Linked DNA regions of Mus musculus: region 2 is linked to region 1. A link is a contact called in public Micro-C data. All regions are on one chromosome and are shown on one strand. Each heading gives the region's core, a stretch centred on a gene start, on an enhancer-like site or on the middle of the called end of the contact. The rest is flanking DNA. Distances are from core to core; before and after follow the strand shown. Region 1 has its middle 70 kb from the start of Npr3. Region 2 holds the start of 1700047G03Rik (RIKEN cDNA 1700047G03 gene).

Region 1 (4,902 bases), core at 2,048-4,547:
TAGATCGATCGACATCAAAGAAGGAAGGTTTCCTCTTCTGTAAAAGAATGGTGTCACTGGCAGATGGGTCATCCAGTAAGAAGAGGAGGATGGATGGCAGCTATGCTAGTCACCCCACAATGACCAGGTATGAGGGGAAGTGCCATGATCTTCAGTGTGGATTCCGTAGTGTAAATACTGATATCATGTCCACCTTAAAGATAATACAATGCTATTGCTGGCATGGAGTCCCTGGGAAATCACTTGGTATGCATACCACAGTTATGGGTGATAGGAATCATTCTAACAATGAATGCAGTAGAAAACTAGATAATTAGCAAGCAATGTGCTGGGAGGTTTTTATTACTTTTGATTTCTATAAAACACATTTAATTATAATTTTGATTTTAAAGAATGCTGGCTTACCAAGCAGTTCACAAAATTCCTAAAATTCTAATCATTTGTACTCATAAGGTAGTACGGTCCAAACCAACTAATTCTCAAATAAACTCTGGAAGTGGCTTGAAATCACAGCTTCCTTGGATCTGATGATATTGGAGGTTAAATGGGTAGAAATGAGGGAAAAAATGCAAAAAACATCCACTCTGATACACAAGGAATTGGAATCAGGGACTTTTCTTTTTGGCTCTTAAGCCAAAGGAGCCAAGTTTATAGCCATGTCCATCTATGTCGTGGTTTGGAACGTCTAAGGAGAGATCCGTCTTGACGCTATCATTCAAATAATCTCTGTAGTGATCTATTGTTATGGAATCTGCTTGAAAGCTGTAATTAGAAGGTCAATGTTTGGGTCTGGTGATATGATTCAGTTAATAAAGAACTTGCTTTGAAGGCATGGGGACCTTAGATCAGATCCCTAGGACTCCCACCAAAAGCTGAGCACAGTGGCACAGACCTGTAGTCCTAGCCCAGTGAATACAGAGACAGGAGTATTCCCTGGGGCTCACTGACCAACTACTATTGCCAAACTGGTGAGCTCTGGGTTCAGTAAGAGAATCTGCCTCAAAAAAACAAGCCGAAGACTCCTGCTGCCAAGCCTGGCAACTTACGTTCAATACCCAGGCCCCAGATGATGAAAGCAGAGAGCAGATTTCTTCAAGTTGTCCTCTACCCTTCACACATGTGCCATGGCACATCAAAATAAATCAATATTTTTAATAGGTGGAAAGAAGCTGAGGAAGACACATCACATTGATCTCTGGCCTCCACATTAGGTAACACACATGCATGGACACCTCTGTAAGTGTGCACATGAACAAACACACCACATGCACAAACACAGAAGTTCAATGATTTGAAAACCAAGAAACTTTCCATGAAAGAGACAGTTGTCTGAGATAGTTTTATCTCTCCATAGTTTGGGTCTAAGGGTGACTCGCTGATCACTTAGCTATAGTCAGAGTATGAGAGAATTCTCAAGAAGAAAAAGACATTAAGAAAGATAAAACATAAATTTTGTATGACCCTTGAAAGAGCCAGCTCTGAGAGACATGCATGTAAGCTCCAACACACATGCTTCTCTGGCATGTCTGGCTCTCAGTTCCCAGTTGCATGACCCAGGTAAGTTGCTGTGTCACTCTGTGTCACAGAGGTAACCAGAGTTCCTCTTTAAGACAGACATGAGGACTGTGTGGTGTGCAGAGAGCACATGGTAGAAAAGTTGAACCCAATCTGTGCCTAGTGTTCCCAGCTGAAGAACAAAGCTACACACTGCAAAGGAGACCTCCCGCTCTAAGGCTGTACACCAACAAGACTCCTGTTTCCTATCTATGAGCTACTCTTGACCCTGGGAGCCTAAGAACGTGAGGAACAGTTGGTAACATTTACCTCATGAAGATATGAGCTTTGAGCACAGTGCTTCTAAACCTTACAATGTCTTCGTTGCTTTCTTGTTTGTACAAAAAGGGAAACTGAGGCTCTGAAAGATGCTATGGTTTAGGGGAGCACAATCTATCAAACAGAAGCACGAGAGTTAGAACTTTGAAGACCTTCTTGAGGGACTAGCTTTAGAAATGAGGAATATTACTGGGTAAGTGTGTGTGTGTGTGTGTGTGTGTGTGTGTGTGTGTGTGTGTGTGTGTGTGTTGCATGCATGTGTGTATGCATGTGTGTGCTAGCACCCATGTACACAGAAGTAAAAACCAGAGAAAGACTATAGAATGTCTTGGTTTTGTATCATTTTCTATCCTGGTGTCACGGTTCTCTCAGTGAACTAGAAGCTAAGCCGGCTTTCTAGAGAGTTCCGAGGAGTGACCGGTCTCTGTGCCCCAGTGTTACAGGTAAAGGCATCACATCATGCCTGTTTTTCTGTTTGTTTGGTTTTACAAAAGTGCTAGGGATTCCAATTCACTTCCGCCCTCATGCTTGAATCGGAAGCACTATTACCCCCTGAGCCGTCCTCCCAGCTCCGCGGGGTGAATATTAGCATTACAGAAACCATATTGGACTTTCTTTAAGTCATAATTCCCCAGACGTAAGAAATGTTTTGTTTTGAAACCTGTGCTCGACAGAGACGCTTGAGGAAAAGAAGTGGCATCAGAAAATTCTCTAACAACCAGAAGCTTGGACGCATGCACGGCGCTGAGAGGGAATTGAGACGGGAGAGGAGCCACACAGCCTGCATACTTGCCTAATTATCTGTGTACTCAGAGTTTGCAAGGCCTAAAGCCCTAATACAAATAAGTGAGGAAAAGTATCAGAACACTAGTGGTGCAGGGGGGTCAGCAAATTGGAGAACTGGCTCCACCCATAGACATCCTTTCTTTTCTAAGCAAACAAACAAATCAAAACAAATCCACGGACCACTGATTCATAGCCCCTCACTAGAGATTATGGTGGACAAGAAAGCTTACAGAAGAAACTGGATTTGGACTTCAGATAAAGGTTTGACTAGTATGAAGTAAAGAGTCACTGGGCAGGAAGATCAGTGGGAAATAAAATCTAAATAAGCAGTCAGGCTTGGTGGTCCGGGCCTGGGTAGCAGTATTGGGGAGGGGAGGGGAGGGGAGGGGAGGGGAGGGGAGGGGAGGGGAGGGGAGGGGAGAGGATAAGGAGTCTGGAGTTCAAGGTCATCCTTGGCTCTGTAGCAAGTGTAGGGCTAGCCAAACTGCATAAGACCATTTCAAAAAAAAAAAAAAAAAAAAGTCTGACAAGAAAGAGATGATTTCTGGGCAAGAAAGGAATCAGTTGATGTCATCAAGTTCAGCACAATTTTCCTGAACCAGACAAATAGTGACTAAGCCAGTGCCACAAGCCTCAAAGAATCAGAGTGACAGATTGTGGAATCTGACCTGTGGAGAGTGAGAGTCAAGAGGCTCAGGGTATCAAATGCACCAAGTATTTCAGGAATGCAGGATGCAGCATTTGTGTGAGGAAGGAGAGGGGGAAAAGAATGCTCAGAGACAGAGTGAAGAAATAGTCTCTTCCCTGCTTCCTTGGGATCAGGAGATCAGGTCTCATGTAGTGATGGTGAAATGAAGAGCTGGGATCTGACTGGACATGGATGGTAACAGAAAGAGAAGTCACTCACAGAGAGCAGAAAATGACGGTGGCTTATTACTAAATGGATGGGTGACGCCACCACCGAGAGCCGGGTGCCTGACTTGAGACTGTAGCTCTGGCCTCTTGATCACTTTGAAACCCAAAGCAGGTTACTTCAACGCCTCAGTTTATGTATCTCTGAGGCGAGGAGGAAAACCAACCTTGTCACAGAGCTGAAGAAATTGAAGGAGGGAACACAGATGCTGAGCCCAACCCTGGGCTGCGGGTGGCCCTCAATAGACACTTAGCATCCTCCAACAGAGAAGGCATGCACTCCAAATGCTTTGCACTTCCCTTCTGAGTGAAATGCGGAGGATAGTCTAAGGTGTGCACACTTAAGACATGAGGCGGCAAGCTTTGCTTCAATATGCTCTCTCTTGCTCGACGTTTGCCTGAAGCATGAAATACCTTTAAGACCACCCAGGATATTTCTGCTTTGAGGGATGTCTTTCCTGAACAACTGCTATTTCTCAAGCCTTCCCCAGGCTAACCTCTGCCCCACCAGAGAATGCCTGGCTCTGACCACTCTGCTTCATGGCAGAAGAGTTGCACAGCCTGGAAGGCAGCCCTGTTCTGGGTCTCTTCTGGAAGAATGGTTATCACTACCCTGGCCTTGAGGCTGCTGGATCTGGAAAGAGGAAGGCTCTCTGGAGACCTGGAATCCCACAACCTCCCCTGTAGTGTGCTCTCTCTCAGCCTGCATGCTGATTCATGCCTCTCTGTCCCTTTGAATGTAATATGTGGGGGGGGGGGGGGAAGGAAACTCTTTGGTCTATACCGACAAACCTACCACTTGGTAACACTGTCCTTTTTTCTTCATTAAATTTTTTAATGTTTTAATTGAAATAGAATTACATCATTCCCCCTCCCTTTCCCCCCTCTCAGAAACTCATCAAACCCCTTCCATGCTCCCCAATTCAAGCTGATAACTTAACTTCATTTGATTATTATTGTCACATGTATATATGTATATAGGTATATTATATATGTGTGTATGTGTATGTATGTATGTATGTATGTATGTATACATATAGACTGTTGGGTCCACTTTCACAGGATGTGTGCATGTAGTTTCCAGGCTGACCACTCTGCATAGGACAGCTACTTAGTGGTCTCATCCTCTTAGTGAGGCATGGTGGGAGAACTCGATAGCATTCCTGTTGTTATTACCTAAATGTGAAGTGTCACCAACAGGATCAGGCTTGGGAGTTTGATTGTCAGATGGTGGGCTTTTGGAGATAGAATGGTCCCTTGGTGAAATCCGGATCTGGTGATGCTACTGGGAGTTGGTTAAATGTAGATGGGGTCTAAGCAGATAAAGTAAATGACTGGGTGTATGTTTGGGGGACTACGGCTCATTCTGGT
Region 2 (4,673 bases), core at 761-3,260, 130 kb after region 1:
GCTCAGCTGAAAGAGCTCATAAAGAGGAAACTAAAACGACTTCAAATCTATTATTTAGGATGCATAATCCCAGCACTTGGGAGGCAGAGGCAGGCGGATTTCTGAGTTTGAGGCCAGCCTGGTCTACAGACTGAGTTCCAGGACAGCCAGGACTACACAGAGAAATCCTGTCTTGAAAAACCAAAAAAAAAAAAAAAAAGATGCTTGGGCCAATGTTGTGTACCGTCAGTTCATAGCTTGTGGGAGGGGGGGTTTCCTAAGTAATTAAATAGGATGGGAGAGTGATCTGGCTGTAGCATCTGTCACTCTGTTGATTGCCAGAGTCGCTTTGACTTATCTGGCTGGCTAGGCTGGTATCCCTTCCAAAGCCATTCTGTTGGCTGGACCTTCCCCAGTAGAGGGGGGCCAAGGGTATTCAAGTAGCTTTCATCTCTTGATAGACCCTCCAAATAAACTCTCAAAACACAAAGTAATTAAATAAGATCATTTTGTTTATGGGACCAGAGACATGGCTCAGCACTTGCCAAGACCTGCATTGTGGAAGAAGGGAACCATCATAAGTTGTCCTCTGACCTCCACATGCTCGCTGCGACATGGGCAGGCATGCTTGTGTACTCTCTGTATCTCTGTATCTCTATCTCTCTCTTTCCCCCTCATTCATGTGCACATGTGTGTGTGCACATTAAACAAATACAATAAAAAAAAAATTTTGAAGTCGGGCTGGTGAGCTGGCTCTGGATAAGAGCACTGACTGCTCTTCCAAAGGTCCTGAGCTCAGATCACAGCAACCACATGGTGGCTCACAACCATCCATAATGAGATCTGACGCCCTCTTCAGGTGTGCCTGAAGCTACAGTGTACTTATATATAATAAATAAATAAATCTTTGGGCTAGAGTGAGCATGGCCAGAATAAGCAGAGGTCCTGAATTCAATTCCCAGCAACCACAAGATGGCTCACAACCATCTGTACAGCTACAGTATACTCATATATACATAAAATAAATAGATTAAAAATATTTTTTTTTAAAAAAAGAGTATGGATATCAACCCATGACATTACTTCTGTGGAGAAAAGTGTTCACATTGGGTGCCTTAAAAAATAATAATAAGTCAAAAAAGTCTCTGACTCACCGAGCAGGGGTGGCACACACCTTTGATCCCAGCACCAGAGGCAAGCAGATCTTTAGCTCCAGCCCAGCCTGATCTACAGAGCTAGTTCTAGGACAGCCAGGGCTCCACAGAGAAACCCTATCTCAAAAGAAAAAAGAAAAGTCAAAATAATAAGCAACCATTTTATCATGTTTAGAAGGTAAGGATTAGGCTTATTTTAGAGCCTAAAAGCAATGCTGAATTATTAAAACAGGACTTATGAAACTATGAATAAAATAAGCAGGTGGTACCCCATTGTTTGTCTAGTTTGTTCTTGGTTTTGCTTTCCATTTAGTTTGGTTTGGTTTTTCCACGAGTGATGAAAAAATTTTATCCAAGGTCTGACCGTGGCTTTGCTGCCACCTTCTGGCAAAAAAGTGAACACCTTAGGCTATTTGATGACACCGAGTTTCTATAATTTTGTTTAAATTGTGCATTTATTTCAGTTCATCTACTACCACTAAAAATGAAATTTGTTAAAAAGGTAGAGGGAGCACCGAGGGAAAAAAGGTCTTCTTCCAACACATAAGAAAATTCCATTTCTAAACTGTTTTTAATACTGAGTGCCCAGCAGTGGCAGGAAAAGAAAAATGGTGGCCACAAATATAAGCAGAAAATTTGGACGAGAAGGTTAAGGAAAGCCCGTGTGTTGGTTTGAATGAGAATGTCCCCCGCAGGCTCTGTCATTCTGCCCCAGTTGGTGTCGCTGTTCATGATGTGTAAATGTAGTGTCGCTGAAGGAGGCATGTAACTGAGGTGGGGGGTATTGGCAGCTGGGGGTATTGATGAGTGGGAGGGGCATTGGTGGGAGGGTAGGCTTCAAGAGTAAAGAGTTTCCCCTGCTTCCGATCTAACCCCTATGCTTCCTGCTTTAACCGCTATGGAATGGGCTGTTAGGAAGCCACCTTGGAACAAGATCGCCGAGGCAAAGAGTTTGAGGAATGTATCTCATCTCTCATCCCTTCTTCTCTGCCTGCTTCCTGGCTGCCAAGAGGTGATGCTCTGCCCCTCCACTTCCTCCTACCACGATGCCTTGCCCCGGGGCTCAGAGGCAGTGGAGCCAGCCAGCCGTGGACTGAAACCTTTCCTCCCTTTAAGTTCGTGTCTCAGCTATTTAGTCACAGGGATAGGAAGCTGACCAGCACATGGTGTCCTGCTTGCTAGGGAGGAACGTGTTCCCTGAGGTCCTCTAGGGCGGCGTTTCTCAACCTTCCTGACAACGCTGCCACCCTTCAAAACAGCTCCTCCTCTTGGGGTGACACCAACCATAAAGGTATTTTCATGGCTACTTCATAACCGTGAATGCCTGTGTTTTCCTATGTTCTCAGGTGACCCCTCAAACCCCAAAGGGGCCACGACCCACAAGTTGAGAACCGTTGCTCTAGAGCACTGGACCAATTTAGGTAAATGGACAAGAAAGCCTTAGTGGTTTGAATGAGATGTGTCCCATAGCGTAGAGTAGTTAAACACTTGGTCCCAGGTTGGTGGTGCAGCAAGAGAGGCTTAGGAAGGGGTGTGCACATGCTGAAGGAGGTACGTCACTGGGGGCGGGCTTTGAGAGTTTAAAGAATTAAGCCACGCCAAGTTTCCTCTCTTTCCTTTTTGCTTCAGGTTCCCTCGGCTTTCTGTCCATTCCTAATTGTGACTGTTGCTTGCCGTCATGCCTCTCTCCTCCAGCATGGACTCTAACCCTCTAGAAACTGTAAGTCCAAATAAACTTCCTTCTACACATTGCCTCGGCCATGGTATTTCATCACAGCAGCAGGAAAGCCACAGATAGAATAGGGACACGGTATGAGATCATCTTATTCGCAATTCTCTATATCACAGGGTGACTAGTACTGTAATGAAATACCATGACCAAAGCAACTTGGGGAGGAAAGGGTTTATTCCACTTACACAGCACCGTTCATCACTAAAGGCATGCAAGACAGGAACACAACCAGAGCAGGATCCTGGAGGCAGGAGCTGATGCAGACGCCATGGAGGGAGGCTGCTTACTGGTTTGCTTCCCATGGCTTGCTCAGCCAGCTTTCTTATAGAACCCAGAACACCAGCCCAGGGATGGCACCACCCACAACGGTCTAGGCCCTCCCCAAGAAACCACTAAGAAAATGCCATACAGCTGGGTGTTACAGAAGCATTTTCTCAATTGAGTTCCCTCCTTTCAGATGACTCTATCTTGTGTCAAGTTGACATGAAACTAACCAAGACACACTATAAAAATGATATTGTGTGGGACAGGCATGGTGACACCTTTAATCCTAGCACTCAGGAGTCAGAGGCAGGTGGATCTCTGTAATTCCAAGGCTAGACAAGGAAACATATCTCGTATACACACACACACACACACACACACACACACACACACACACTGACATCTTGCAGAATAAATGGCCAGTTCTTTATAAAGGTCACATGAAGGGGGCTAGAGAAACTACTCAGTGATTTAGAGCACAGGCTGTCTTGCAGACAACTGGGGTTCAGTCCCCAGCACCCACATGATGGCTCACGACCAACTATAACTCCAGTTCTAAGAGAGTTAATACACTTTCTTGGGGGGGGGGGGCTTCTTGGGCATCAAGAACACACACCAAACAAGCAAACATCCTTTTTTTTTTTTTTTTTTTTTTTTTGATTAAAAAAAGGGTGTGCATGGAGTTAGCCACAACAGTGAAGTAAGGTGAACTATGAGTCCATTCACCTGACCAGGAACTAGATAGATCCCTTGTATAAACCACTCTGTCCATAGTCCCGCTAAGGGGGGATAAGTAAGCCAGGGTATACACCAATTTACTCATCCATCCATCCATCCATCCATCCAACCACGGGGTACCGCTGGGACTTAACGTGCTTTGAAAGAGGAAGCTGCCACCCACGGTACAACAGCAGCTGCATTTTTTTATAAAGATTTTATGTATGTGAGTACGCTGTCTCTCTGTCTTCAGACACACCAGACGAGGTGTGTGTCCCACTACAGATGGTTGTGAGCCACCGTGCGGTTGCTGGAAATTGAACTCAGGAGCTCTGGAAGAGCAGTCAGTGTTCTTAACCTCTGGGCTGTTTCTCCAGGCCCAGCAGCTCTCTCTTAAACCGTCTGCTCAACTTTCTCCAAGACAGCACTGGCAAACCTTAAGGCATTCCCACATCACCTGGTGATCGTGTTGACAGAGGAAGCCTAGGATGAGACCTGAAATCTGTATTTCTAATAAGCTCCCCCACGGAAGGATACTTCCCAGTCTAATCAGCTATTTTTTTTCTTTCCAGTCATATTTCACCTCAGACTATGAGGAGGAAACAACGAAGTCATAGAGTCCGTCTGCCTTTCCTGATTCCCCAGCTATCAGCGGCACAATTTTCACATGAGGCTTTCTGAGCCCCTGAAAACCGCGCTGCTTCACGCCCGTCTCTTTGTGGATTCCATCTGGAGAGCCAACATGATCACTGCCTCTTCGTGGAGTGTCAGCCTCACAGTGTTTTACTGATACAGAGAAACTCCTGTGAATGGAATAAAAGCCTCGA

Evidence for each region. Hi-C and Micro-C count contacts between places; a contact is called where the count stands out from the background.
Region 2: a contact with region 1 is called in a Micro-C map of embryonic fibroblasts, with 5 times the contacts expected there. The contact joins the promoter of 1700047G03Rik here to the enhancer-like site in region 1. A contact is called at or near these places in 3 of 484 Hi-C or Micro-C datasets (Sertoli cells, adipose-derived mesenchymal stem cells and embryonic fibroblasts) and 1 of 115 datasets of contacts at active chromatin or transcription factors (embryonic stem cells).

The regions. Positions count from the first base shown.
Region 1 is chr15:11,832,759-11,837,660 of GRCm38.p6, forward strand. No RefSeq gene overlaps it. Among named protein-coding and RNA genes, the nearest start is that of Npr3, 70 kb to the right of the region's middle. Within about 2 kb of position 3,298, at least 43 of the 459 cell types and tissues checked have an H3K27ac peak or open chromatin away from gene starts, as enhancers often do. A contact at or near this core is called in adipose-derived mesenchymal stem cells and embryonic fibroblasts, where this site is marked.
Region 2 is chr15:11,965,052-11,969,724 of GRCm38.p6, forward strand. 1700047G03Rik (RIKEN cDNA 1700047G03 gene) reads left to right here and starts at 2,011. Exons shown (of 3, transcript NR_040447.1): 1 at 2,011-2,145; 2 at 2,763-2,853; 3 at 4,419-4,673.